Linked DNA regions of Hordeum vulgare: all the other regions are linked to region 1. Evidence: chromatin contacts called from public Hi-C data. All regions are on one chromosome and are shown on one strand. The core of a region is the stretch at or near the end of the contact, and the rest is flanking DNA. Distances in the headings are between cores, read along the strand shown. Region 1 holds the start of LOC123436610. Region 2 holds the start of LOC123436567 (lysine-specific demethylase JMJ706-like). Region 3 holds the start of LOC123436594 (probable xyloglucan endotransglucosylase/hydrolase protein 28).

What was found. Hi-C and Micro-C count contacts between places; a contact is called where the count stands out from the background.
Region 2: a Hi-C map of seedling shows a contact between it and region 1, with 3 times the contacts expected there. The contact joins the promoter of LOC123436567 here to the promoter of LOC123436610 in region 1. A contact is called at or near these places in 2 of 6 Hi-C or Micro-C datasets (leaf and seedling).
Region 3: a Hi-C map of leaf shows a contact between it and region 1, with 2.4 times the contacts expected there. The contact joins the promoter of LOC123436594 here to the promoter of LOC123436610 in region 1. A contact is called at or near these places in 2 of 6 Hi-C or Micro-C datasets (both in leaf).

Annotation. Positions count from the first base shown.
Region 1 is chr1H:358,673,454-358,678,073 of MorexV3_pseudomolecules_assembly, forward strand. LOC123436610 reads left to right here and starts at 1,892. Exons shown (of 3, transcript XM_045115642.1): 1 at 1,892-2,072; 2 at 2,213-2,703; 3 at 3,233-4,008. The coding sequence starts at 2,015. The coding sequence ends at 3,775.
Region 2 is chr1H:358,252,172-358,256,791 of MorexV3_pseudomolecules_assembly, forward strand. LOC123436567 (lysine-specific demethylase JMJ706-like) reads right to left here and starts at 1,897. Exons shown (of 11, transcript XM_045115640.1): 1 at 1,327-1,897; 2 at 1-39. The coding sequence starts at 1,329. LOC123436583 (a long non-coding RNA gene) reads left to right here and starts at 1,920. Exons shown (of 2, transcript XR_006627804.1): 1 at 1,920-2,168; 2 at 2,344-3,385.
Region 3 is chr1H:358,402,806-358,407,425 of MorexV3_pseudomolecules_assembly, forward strand. LOC123436594 (probable xyloglucan endotransglucosylase/hydrolase protein 28) reads left to right here and starts at 1,879. Exons shown (of 3, transcript XM_045115641.1): 1 at 1,879-2,195; 2 at 2,365-2,465; 3 at 3,682-4,620. The coding sequence starts at 2,015. The coding sequence ends at 4,371.

The DNA of each region.
Region 1 (4,620 bases), core at 642-3,141:
AAGTGTTATGTAGTCGACGTTTACATAACACCATTAAGGGAATCACAACATTCATATCATCAAAATATCGAACGGATATCACGTTCACACGATTACTTGCAACATGACTTCTCCTGTGGCCTCAAGAACAAAAGTAACTACTTACAAGTGATAAACAACCTCATGATCAGAGAGGTATTAAATAGCATATTGGATCTGAACATATGATCTTCCACCAAATAAACCATAAAGCATCAATTACAAGATGTAATCAACACTACTAGTCACCCCCCCCAGGTACAAATCTGAGGTTCCGGTACAAGATTGAGCACAAGAGATGAACTAAGGTTTTGAGAGGAGATGATGTTGTTAAATATGTTGATGAAGATTGCCCCCCCCCCCAAGATGAGAGGGTTGTTGGTGATGACGATGGCCTCGATTTCCTCCTCCAGGAGGGAAGTTCCCCCGACGGAACCGCTCCGCCGGAGGGCAAAAGTTCTCCTGCCCAAGTTCTGCCTCGAGACGGCGACGCTCCGTCCCGAAAGTCCTCTCCTTATTTTTTAGGTCAAAAGAGAATATATACTAGAAGAAGGTCGCGAGAAGTGGGTTGGGTGGCCCACTACCCACCAGGCCACGCCAGGGGGGCTGGCACGCCCTGGTGTCTATTGGCCACCTGCCAGCCCTCCTCTGGTACTTCTTTCCTCCAATATTTTCTTATTAATTCCATAAAAATCCTCGTGAAGTTTCAAACCATTTGGAGATATGCGGAATAGGTATATCTGTTGTAGCTTTTCCAGGTCCATAATTCCATCTGCCAGCATTCTCCCTCTTGGTGTAAACATTGCATATTATGAGAAAAAAGCATTAAAATTACTCCATAAAGTGGTATAATGCATAAAACACTATAAATAAGAATAGCAAAACATGATGCAAAATGGACGTATCAATGCGCTGCCTTCGGAGCCATGTTCTTCTACCGGCCTACTAGCCGATAGCATTGGCCATGATCTCTTTCTTTTGTCCGGACGAGAGGTTGTCCCAGAGAGCTTTGGAGCTTAGGAAGCCATAATGGGCGTGGTGTCGAGAGGAGATAGGGGCGGAGGAAGCTAGATACTAGTGTTGTCGGGCATGTCGTTTAAATAGCGGGCGAATGCTAGTACAACCGACGAGGTGGTTAATGATGGCGGGCACACAGATGAACGGGTGTCATCGGAGTAAGGTCCTCAGCAACCACACATGATTAATGAAGGAAGGCGCACGACCGGGGTTATTGTTTGAACGCAGACAACATGCATGTGCATCGGGAAGTGATGAGGGCAATGCTATCGGCCGGCGGAATGCTTCAATACCGGCTCTAGCAAGTGGTCATGTCCGTTTTGTGCCGGCATGAATGCGGCCCTAACGCTTTAGAGCGGTGCTGGCCACTTCGAACGGGAAAGGGCGCACACGAAGGAGAGGCGTTTGGGTGGGTAGGGTTGTTAGATGCGCGCGAGAGCGGTCCGCACACTCGTAAAACTTTCTCTCATCCTCTGTTTACTTAAAGGCGTTCGAAATGGCTAAGAAACAGATACATAACTGAATTAGATGACAAAACACGGTCCGGACGTCTAGCCCCCACCTCTGACAGCTTATGTGGAACCATACGTCCAACGTGGCCCACACGTAAGCATAAACAACATCCGAACAAGCACATCCGTCCGTAGATGAAACGTACGAGCTGGGCCTCTAGTAGGTTACAGGCCCACGTAGCGCGCGTGCGACTTCTTCAACGGCAAAACCAACGGCTACTATAGTCGCGTTCTCTCCGGACGCGTGAGACAACGGTCATGTTACCGTTGTACTCTCCTCCAGCCCCGGCTCCGAGCGTTGTTCAAATCCTTTAAAGCCGCCTCCCCTCTCTCTCCTCCCCCATCCCCCGATTGCTGCCGCTGCCGCCATCCTCTCCTCTCCTCTCCTCGCGCTCCTCGGCCTCCGCGACGTACGTGAAGCACGACCCCGTCTCGTCGTCTCCGCGCGCAAGAACCCGCCAGCGACGATGGAGACGCCGCTCTCCTCCAGGAGGATCACCCGCTCGCTCGCCGCCGCATCCGCCCGTGAGTTCCTCCCCCCTCCCCCCTTGATCGACCGCAATTCCCTCGCTCCCTCCCAGATCGCTTCTGGATCCCGTCGCGATGCTTCTACTCGGAAATCCCTGCGCTGACCGCAGTTCTTGGATTCGATTCTCCCCCTGCAGAGAAGAGCGCCGCCGCCGCCGCGGACCTGACCTGCAGCAGATCCAAGAAGGCCGCCGCCAAGGGAGGAGGGGACGCTCCGCGCGCCGCGCTGCACGACATCACCAATGACTCCCCCATCGTCGGCCTCGCCGCGGGCGGCCTCGTTCACGCCGCCGACAGGACGCCACAGGCCTCCACCGCCGGCGCCAAGAACCGCCCCAGGCCACGCTGCACGCCCGGCTCCGGCGAGGCGCTTCTGCGCGGCCAGGTCAAGACGCTGCTGCAGAAGGTGGACGAGGAGGGCGCTGCCGCCGCCGCCGTCATCAGGCCAGTCCGCATCCACGCGCTGCTCGGCGTCACCAGGTCGCCGGCACAGCTCCTCGCGCCCACCCCGTTCAACACGCCGCAGCTCTGGGCCGATTCCGCCGGCCGTGTGGAGTCCGCGCTGCCTGATGGCCGGGCCGTGCTGCCCTGCGTCCTGGAGCAGGAGGAACTGATTCCTAAGCTGCAGGTACCGATCTCCTTAACTCCGTGAACAACTCAAAGATCGATTTTGTCAATTTCTGCTTTGCTTCTTATGTTTAGCTATCTCTGTGCAACAACTCAAAGATCAAACCTTGCATTGTACTGTATTGATCGTCACTTGTTGAGCTGCGCTAATATAGCGCTTCTGTTTCTGTAAAATTAACAATGTGTTTGCATAGCCTGATTCCGTTGTGTTTTACTCGGCTGCGATAACCATTGAAATTTTACAGAAATTTGTTAATTCTTGCTGCGTTAACTAAAGTCAATACAGTGGTTAATTTTACAGAGTAATTCTGAGTAGCATAGTCTGGTAGTACATGGTACCCTTAACGATAGGCAGACCAAAGATGTTTATAGTTTTCCTACAGTACTCCATAAATTTTGATGCAGACTCTTGCTTCGTTAGTCTGCACAATTTGCAGCATCTGGCCTGCTGTGAATGTCGATGCCTCTTTTTTGTGCCGTCAGCTTTATTGTTGCATCTGGGCTGAGTTGCCACTGCTGTTTTTGTGCAGGCCATTGCTGATCCCCCGCCCAACCGTGCACTGGTGTTCGACGACTCCCCAGGGAAATCGGACCAGTCCACCAATGGATCATCCCTGACATTCCACGTGAGCAGCAGCGACAGGTCAGCTGACGACGATAGCTCGTCGGTTTGGTCCATCCAGGTGAATGTCAGCTCGGAGAAGGAGGAGGAGACGGGTGCTGACGCCGTGGGAGAGCTGAAAGAAGAGTACAATACCGAGGAGGAGCTGGAAGAAGGGTACTACACGGAGGAGGAAGACTGGGAAGACGACGATGATGATAGCGAGTGCTTTGATGATCTGTGCGAAGGGATGTGCAAGATGTCGGTGCTCGAGGCGGAGGAGAAGAAGAAGGTTGGGCTGCCGGCGTTCGAGGGCAGGCACACCCGGTTCGTCTACAACAGCGACGACGAGATCGTGGAGACGAAGGAGGTGGAGAACGCGGCGGCGGAGCACGGCGCGCTGCTGAGGGGGCTGCCGGTACCGGAGGGGAAGCATCTCCGGTTCCACGATGACGACGACGAGGAGGAGTAAGCAGCATGGATCGAAGGGGTGTTTACGTTGATGGGATACTGTAGTGTGGTTGTCGCTCCCTGACACCAACCAAGCAACACATTCTTTTGGTTTGGACAGGCTATCTTTTTTTTTTGGCTTTGCTTACTTTATTATGTTCCAGTTCTTCTGAGGACATGGTGGTAAATCTAGGTTATTGCTGGATTAGTTAATGCATCAACTTACTGAATAATTCAATGCGTAGTTCATGCTCATTCTGTGTATTTCATGCTCATTCTGTGTGATATTCAGTTTTTCAGTTCATGCTCATTCTGTCTGTGTATCCAATGGCAATGCGTCAATTCTGTTGGTACTGAAGTCCGGTTTTTTGGGGCATTTGCAACATGACGCTTGTTCATGACGTTCTCAATTTTGGAAAATGGACTGCCTCCATCTGAATGGCACAAACCATATCTGAAAATTGCCAAATCTCCTCTAATAATAAAGCCTGTTCGTCGGCGGTCATTTTGCAAAAACACCCTTCACTTTTTCGGTATTCAACCCGCAATAGTTTTTAAGTTAAAAAACGTTTCGTTTATGTTTACATAACCCTCTTCCTGGCTTATCCGTTCCCGTCCTGAGGAGGTGCCTTCTCGCCGACGACGGGCAAGGAGGCGATGGGCCGGCGACTGCCCGACGACGGTGCTTGGAGGCGACGGGCCGGAGACGGACTGACGACGGCGCGCGGAGGCGGAGAGGGCCGGGCCGGCGGCGACCATGCCACTGGTCGCCGGTGGGACGAAGCTCCAGAGACGGGAGGCAGTCCGGCATGACTGCAAAGAGCGGCGGCGGCCATGCCATTGGTCGCCGGCGGGACGAAGCTGAGG
Region 2 (4,620 bases), core at 647-3,146, 420 kb before region 1:
ATTCCTGACCTCTGCAGGGAGACAGTTCCTTCCCTCCACCTATGATGACATAGCTAGATACATCAGGGAGTGAACAAGCACATGCAGCATTGCAATTTTATAATTTGAAAGCCGGCATTGACCAACAAAGACAGCAGGGTCAATTAGCACCAATAGTTTGGATGCCACGAATTGGTCATAGGTGGAACCGAAAGAGCGGCAACTCCCAGCCAAGTCAAGAAAGCAATAGTCATGGAATCAAACACGGCACATTGATATCCCTCCACGCGTATGCTTCCCTGCCACGACCATCCGTCGCAATCAGTCTGCCACTGAATTTATCCATCCAGAGCCGTTCTATATTCGAGGTAGTATCAAAATCCCTACTGTATCTCGTACTACTCGTAGCAATTCGTAGAAACCCTCGCTGCTTTAAGAAGAATAGCTGTCCTTTTAATAAGATGGAATCCATAAATTTCGAATCCACGCCATTAAACTGCAACCACAACGGTTGTTTGACTGATTGGAGAGAGGTTCTACATACTGTAGAAAAATCGGCGGGAAGAAAGGAGGAGGAAAAGGGGCAATTCGTAGACCTGGTCAAAGGGAGAATTACGCACATGCGGCACGGCCATTGGAGTAGAAACTTGTGGAAAAAGGGAGGAAGATGCCGCCATTGCCTTGTTGCCGAACAATGGAATGCAACCCCACACGGCAAGGAATAGGACAGCCTTAACTTGGCTTGGAGTACTACTAGTAGTGGTGATTTAGCACGAGCATCGTAATTAGCCCAAAGGATAGGGGAAAAGGAAGAAAAATAAATAGGGGTAGAAGCGCAGCTGGTGGTGTGTTTGACTTCTCACGCAGCGAATCTATCTACACTATACTAATCTTAACGGGGCGAGATTAATACAGCTCATGCAGTGATGATGATACCTATGAGCAAATCCAAAAAACAAAGAGATGGCATACAAAATTAGTTCCTCCTGGTTTTCCAACATTGACGGCCTCGGAATTCACGGAGAACGCGGAAACAGAGGGCACACGAGTAGCAATTCGACGACGGATGCGGATTCCAGAGTGGTAGTAATTGGGAACAATTCTCCCAATTGGCGTGGTTCGCGGCGGAACCTATGAATTGCTCGGCGAGAGGGGGGCGGAATTTACTACCGGGAAAACCACGCGATAATTCGAATACTAGGCCTAGACGAGAGGAATCGAACAGTAACCGGGCACGAACACGCATTAATTAAAGCAGCGGCGGAAGTGGACGGAGAAAAGGCGCGAAGGAAGAGGGAGCGACGGAAGCGGAAATTGCAGAGGGAGGCGGCAGATCTCGCGACTCACCATGACTCCGGCGGGGCGGGGCGCGGTCGCGGAGGCCCGTCTAGACAATTCCCCGGCGGCGCGGGTCCCGCATTCCCCTCCTGACGAGCGAGCGGGCGAGCGGGCGGCGGTGGGGGATCCCTCCCGGGCCAAGGCGAGGCGCGGCGCGGCCCTCGCTCCTCCCGTCGGTTATTTTCCCGCGCTAGGCAGGCGGGGGCGGGGGAGCTGGCGCAAGCAATTGAGGGCCAGCCAGCAATGGGGGGCCCACGGCGGGGGCTGCCGGCGGGGGAGCGGGTCGCCGGAAGAGGAAGGGAACGGGACGGGACGGAACGGGTCTCTGGCTGTGGGGGAGGGGCGGGGGGAGGTGGGGAGGGTGATATGGGGAAACCGCGGAGAAGGGAGACGAGAGAGCCCCACTTGTACCCGTCGCCCACGCTTTTCTCCCTCCCTCCCTTCCTTTATTTTCGCTTTCCTTTCTTTTTTGCGTCGGGTTGGAGTTGGAGTTGGAGTTGGAGGAGAGGGAGGCGACGAGGTCATGCCATGGGAGCGGCGTTGGCGTTGGGTTGGTTGGTTCCACCGGAACTGACGCTAACGGAACCGCGTCCCTCTCTCTCTCTCTCTCTCCCCGTTCTGCCCCTGGGCCTCCGGCCTCCACTCCTTCTCCTCGCCCATACCCATCCATTGTCTTTATTTTCTTTCTGGTGGGACTTTTCCTTCTCCTCCCGCCTGCGTGACACGGGGGAGGAGGGGAGGTGGGGTTAGTTGCTCACCTCACCTCACCTGCATGTGACATTTACTATCCTACCACCGCCACCTGGGACGGACAGTTGGCCGGAGGGAAAGGTGCTCGCGAAATCACACTGGTAAATTCCGCCTCTCTTTTTTTTCCTTTCCGTCGACTTGTCATCAATCCGCCGTGTCGTCGCCTCATGTCGCGCCCGCCCGTGTCAGACCGCTGTGCAGAGTACTTCCATGCATTTTTTTTTTCACCATTGTAAGCAGTAGTACTGACCTTTTGGTGGTTTTGATTGAAAAAAGTGATTTTAGGGATGATGATAATCGTAGGTGTAGGAGCGGTGGATGGTTTCCACGGTAGGTGGCTGGTCCCGAACCAACCCCCTCCCTGGCCACGGAGAGCCAGCCCAACCCAACCCCCGGGAAAGGACGGGCGCGAGCATATATGATGGGTATCCTATTCCCATAGGGTCTGTGGCTGTGGCTTTGGCTCTGCTGTTGGGCTCACGGCACCACCTGGAACAGTGCAACCACCACACCTCACCACCCACAACCATTACTCCATCCATCCAGAGAGCCAGAGAGGAGAGGGGCAATCCCGTCATCGCACCCCCGCGTCACGTCGTCCTCGCCCGCCGCTCCGTTGCGTTCTGTTGCGTCGTGATTAATGCCACGGAACGGACGCCACTTGGCCGACCCAACCGCCCCGGGCCTCCGGATGCCGAAACGTGTCCCGGGCGGACGGCCGCGATCGACGGGCTTGCGGCTGATGCTTCATGGCCGGTTGCGCGGTTGGGGGTTAGGCGCCATCCGATCCCTCGTGCTGTTCCTCTCCCCTTGTATTTTCTTTAAGAGAAAAAAAAATAAAACTAGTGTTGTTCCTTTCTTTGTTGCTGCGTCAACGGCCAGACCTCCAACCGCCAGCCGGCTCGGTTCGTGGCCTCGTGGGCTCCTCCCCCTCTTTCGGCCGCGTGCCATTTTGTGCCCCGTTTGATCGGCATCGGATGAGAAGACCGTGGAAGCATCTCCGGCACCGGCAGGACAAGTTAACAACCAGAGTAGGCCGTCACCAGATTCTCACCGACCAAAACCAACTTACTAAAAACTGGGACAAAAACAGAATACACCTGCCTGCGATGCTCGGCAAAAAAAATTACTCCCCTCAGCTCCACTCCACTCATGCGGTGGCATCGCAGCATCCTGGGTGTGAAGCTCGTGAGCCGAAAGCGGAAAGGGAAAAAGGCCAAGCAAAGCAAAGCAAAGCTGTGATGGGTGTGGTGTGTGCTGCCCTGGGTGGCTAGGCTCATCCATGTGACGACCTTTTTAGGCTTTTTACTGCTGATGACATGCTGTCGTGGCCTCTACATCCAAATCTAAATCTAAAATTATATCCCCTCCCGTCACTCAGATCGGTAACATCATCAGGGATCAGGCAGTTTAGTCACGAGCTGATACTTCCCGGGTGCGTACGCGTGCCATCCCCTGCGTCCACGTGTCAATTCCTTCTGACTCGATTTGCACCGGTTTATATGTCTTGTGTGGGTGTGATGAACATGCATGATGCATGATGCATGATGAGCCGCTGATGATGACTGTGTATAGATGTTAGTAGTACTTGCCTATTTAGCCGTTTGTCTCACACTGTCTGCAGTACCCGCGACAGAGGATTAATTGGAGCACTGGCTAATGTAATGGTGCAATCATCCGTCTGTTTGTCCTTTTTAGAGTACAACTCGCTGAGAATGTCATGATTTGGTTTAAAATTTGTAAAACTTGGCCCCGCTGTCTATAACTTGTCCTGTGTGTATGTGATGATTTAGTCCTACGTCAATCACACACACTGGCAGCCAGGTGGACGGGCCGGTCGTCGCCTGCAACTTTTGCGTAAAAAAACCTGTCAATTTATCCATTTCACCTACGGTCCCCCAACTATACTTATCCACCTGAATTTGATATGTCGGAGCAAACGTTCGCGTATGGTTGGTTCGTTCCTCGCATGTTGTTGTGTCTTGTCGGGGGCGATGGGTGTGCCGCGACGATCGGCCGCACATGATGTCACCAACCGCAGCATTGTCGTCGGAGTTCTTCCCATTGGAGTCGTTGTGGTCCGCTCATCTCGTCCGGTCGTTCGGTGCCTTCCCACCGGACTACCGTGTGCCATCTTCTCCTCTGCCTCGCTCTGCTTCGCTGTTCGATTCAAGCTTGATTCGAGGTTGTATATCTTGTCTAGTGGTGTTGATTTCGTATGACTATTTCAGGGCTTGTAGATTTTGGGTTTATGTCGACGATTTTGAGCTCGGCTGTGGCATGCTATCTAGGGTTTGGGACAGATGATCCTGTCTATGATGTTGGGGTTTATAAGTTTATTTCGCGAGTGAATCTAGTGTCAAAAGTATGTTTCTTGTTAAAGTTAGTTCATTTGTGCTCCTCGAGATGTAGTTGTCATGTGATTTTCTGAACTTGTGGTCAAATTTCTGAACTTTTATGAACGATGCACTTGTCTGTAGTTAACTGAATTATGTGCACTTGTTTGTAGTTTATTGTTGTAGTAAACTAAAGAATTTTAGTTAACTGAATCAT
Region 3 (4,620 bases), core at 629-3,128, 270 kb before region 1:
TAGGCCGCCCGCAATCCAAGCGAGCTACGCGCCGGAGATGCAAGCACTTTGGTTGGTGGTCTGTTCACGTCCATCCCGTCTGATCATCACGTCTCGCCATCAGCCACTGCTTTTGGTTTAGTTTCCTACGCAACCAATCCACTCCCGGTCTGATGCGTTCCCGTCGCCGTCGCGGGGCACGGCCTGGTGCTCGTGCCATGGCGCCACCATGGATGACTGACTGATGATCCATCGGCACTAAATTAATTGACGGGTAGATATTGTAAGCAGCGAATGCAGATGCCGCCACTGAAGTTTCGAGCGGTGGAGGCTGGTGCGGAGAAGAGCAATGTTGTGGCATTTTAGGATCGTACGTCATGCATGTCACATCCTTGTTTCCAAGTATATAGGGACGTGTCAGACCAGCGCATAAATAACTCAAAGTATATAGTGACGTGTCACTCAGTCTTTTCCTCTCTCACGCCAAAAATGTAAAAAAAAACTCATTCATTCTATGTGATTTATTAGTGTACGAAATTATCTGTCCACGTCATTGTATGAATATTGAGCACGCTAAAAGCTCATCAACAACGAGGTGTGTTCTTAAAGCAACTTCAGTGGAACGATCCATTTCATCCGTCGTCGCCTGTTTGGGTCGGCGCAGACACAAAGTCGACCCAACGCGCCGATCCAAACGGACGCGCATCCGCTTGGCATCCGTCTGACGACCCATTTCCAGTTTAATTTTGAGCCAAATTTGCATCGGCGCGGACACGAGACGGACGCGCGTGCGCCTACTTCTCTCCCCGGGCCCGTCAGTCGGTGGCATCCACCACCATTTCCTTCCAAAACCCTCCCGCCCGCACGCGCTCCCACCCCACACCCGCCATGGACGACGACCTCGACCTCGACGCCGCCGTCGGCCTCGCCTCGTCCGACAAAGACAAGCCTCGTGCCTCCCGGAAGGCCGCCGCGCCGAAGCCGAAGAAGGTGCTGACGCCCGAACATCGGACAAAGGAGTCGGTCAAGAGGAAGGACCGGAGGCACGCGACGGGCGAGAGGATGAAGCCATCACCGCGACACTGTTTTGATGTCCACATAACTCAAGTAGAAGTGAAATGCACGGTTTTGTACCCGCCGGTAGTAATCAATTGTCCCACGATAAATTTAGACAACTGTTACTAATGGCAGGCGTAAACTAATGTCCGTCACTGATAAAAAGATAACAGTGACAGGTGGGATTTTCGTCGGACATTGGTAATTTGTTAGATTATCAGTGGCAATATATTGTGCCATCACTAAGGTTGATCGTAATGGTAGTATCATAGGTGTCAACTAGGCAATTTTGATGAGGTGTCATAGAACTAAATGAAGAAAGAGAGGGTTGAGTATCATATTAAATGGTGTGCTATTATGTGTCATGCATAACAATAAATGATAGATCCTATGATACTAACATATGATACTATGCATTACGGGTGTAGTATCATACACTAGTATTATATGCATGATACTACTATATGATACTCCCCATTACAATCAGCCTAAGGCGAGCCCACTTATAAGCCTTTTCCAAATAGTGATTGGACCATTCATTTGCCGTCAAATGAATCCTCTAGATTAGGCTGTCCGCTTTTACTCACTACGGGATAGATGTCACATGAATTTTGGGGGAAAAGAACGACAGAGATGTACGTATGAGAGTTAGTGCATTTTCGTTTGGTCAAATATAACTATTATTAGACGTAAAAGAATATAACTAGTATTATTTTTCGTTTGGAAAAAGAACGATAGAGATGTAGTAATACTCCGGGCCCACAAGTCGGCGTAGCTTAGCTAGCTAAGCCCCGCTGGCGGCTCCGCCAAAAAGGAACAGAACCCAATCGCATCGTCTCGACAAAGGAAACATAAGATGACATGCATATATATTGGCGCGCGCAGCACACGGAGACAGAAATACATTCATAACACACATAGAGGATAGAGCAGCGGCTGCCTCCCGCGAGCAGGATCGAGCTCCGTCGATCGAGCTGCCATGGCAGCAGCCAGCGCTCTTCTCATGGCTGCTCTCGCGGTCTTCGCCGCGGCCGCCGCCGCGGCGCTGGACACGTCGCCGGTGCCGTTCGACGCCGGGTACGCGCCTCTCTTCGGCGGCGACAACCTCGTCCGGTCGGCGGACGGCCGGAGCGTCACGCTCAAGCTGGACCGATACACCGGTAAGTAATAATTCAATCAATGGAACAGTACGTATTTCCGATAACTGTTTACGCGCCCGATCGCGATCAAAATCAATTTGGTTTTCGACAGTTATTTGATCGCCCGATCGATCGAGAACCCGGAAATCATTCATACGTACTGATGGAGCATGCATGACTGACGGTGCAGGGTCTGGGTTCGTGTCAAAGTCGGCCTACCGCCATGGCTTCTTCGGCGCTTCCATTAAGCTGCCCGGCGACTATACCGCCGGCGTCGTCGTCGCTTTCTACGTACGGGCCCCACCCTAGCCCCCCTTGTTCCAGTTTGATTGATCTCCTGGTTCTGGGTCACTTGATATTTCGACATGACCAAGTCTACTCACTCTGGTCAAGGGTAGATCGATTCACCATGCATGTGCTACGAATTAATCTATGATCCACAACACACTCGGATCATGAACAATTCTCCGCCGCTGGCTTGTCCGCCAACAGTATCCCAGTCGACCGGGTAGAACTGTGTGAAGTGTTGCTCGTTCTTGTCCATCGATATGGCGGAGAAAGTGCAGCTACCACGCGGCAGGAAGGGAGGAGAAATTCCATCTACTTTCCCCTCCGTTTCCATTGGTGCAGTGCACACCGGTCGGCATCATATCGATCGCTTTCGCTTTAAGCACCGCCCTAACACCCGTCTTGCTAGCTAGGTAGGCGTACACGAAACACCCATCCGCCATCAGCCCAAGAAAAAGAAGATATGCGCGACATATACTAAGCTAGTGGTGTAGAAATGGACGTCCATCATCTTGCGTGCGTACGTCGACCAATTGCCCTGCAGCATGGGTAATCTATCGGTCTAAGCTAGCTCGATCCATCTCGGGTGGTTGCATTGCATTGGTGGGATGTGTCGACATCGATATCGATGGCTAGATGGCTAGCTTTTCTGGCCTGAAAATCGTTAGTATTGATTTTATTGCCCTAGTCGGCCCGAACAAACGCTAGTGTGGCTGTGTGATGGTTTTTTAATTCCATCTCTTTTTGTTCACTTGGAGAAGGAAATTTATGCTCGGCGCTGGCTGGTGCACCTTCACATGGTGGGTTGTGTCGACATCGATGGCTTGCTTTCACGGGCTAAGAAAAATCTTGGCCATCGATTGCCCTATCTGGCCCAAACAACCCAACAGTACCGATTCATATCTTAGTTATGATCATTATTTGTCTTCCAAAATCATAACAGAAATGAAGAAAGCAAACACGTACTGACGTACGTACGAGAAAAAAAAATGTTACCGAGGATTCACGCATGCACCCTTTGATTAACATGCATGCACGACTAGTTCTGTGGTAACTGTTTGATTGACTCAAAATTTCTTCTTCTTCCGATCGAAATATTTATCTCTATGTACGAGAAATTTTGGTGCTGCTGTGAGACAACTGACTTGTTCGTGCCATCGAAAACTTAACATTCTCGTGCTGGTGTGAGACTGACTTGTGCGTGTGCGTGTGCGTGCAGCTATCGAACTGGGACGAGTACCCCAAGAACCACGACGAGCTGGACTTCGAGCTGCTGGGCAACCGGCGCGGCCACGGCTGGCGTGTCCAGACCAACATGTACGGCAACGGCAGCACCGCCCGCGGCCGAGAGGAGCGTTACCATCTCCCCGTCGAACCTACCGTCACCGGCGTCCACCGCTATGCCATTGCCTGGACCCCCAACAACATCGTCTTCTACCTCGACGGCGTTCCCATCCGTGAGGTTGTCCGCGTTCCCTCCATGGGCGGCGACTTCCCCTCCAAGCCCATGTCCGTGTACGCCACCATCTGGGACGGCTCCGCCTGGGCGACCGACGGCGGCAAGTACAAGGTCGACTACGCCTACGCGCCCTTCGCTGCCGAGTTTTCCGACCTCGTCCTGAGCGGCTGCGGCGCCGGCAACGTCGCCGACCCCGAGGGGTGCCAGGTCGACCTGCTCACGCACGACGTCGCAGTCATGGCACCGGCCAAGCGCGCCGCCATGAGAGGGTTCCGCGAGCAGCACCTAACCTACACGGCGTGCCGCGACAGGGTGCGATACAAGACCACCGTCTTCCCCGAGTGTGACGACCTCGCCGACGGCGACTCCAGCTTCCACCTCTGGGGGGAGTCCAAGAAGAGGCGCCGCCGGTCGTCCTCGCCGCTGCAGTACTCTTCCAGCATGCAGTAGGTTATGGTTTCCGATCGAATGAGTCGAGTCGATCGATGCATGGCATGGTCAAGTAGTTTTGTCGACCGAGGTTCGTTCATCTATCGGAAATGTACACAGTACAGTACACAGGAGGATTAAGATTTTTTTTGTTGGGGAAATCTAGCTAGAAGCGCCGCTCAGCGGACTTTTCATGCGGCGGGTGCAATGGATAGGCACCCGGTCTCGCGCCGCCTGTTATACTTCTGTATGTGTCGCTGTCGTGCTACA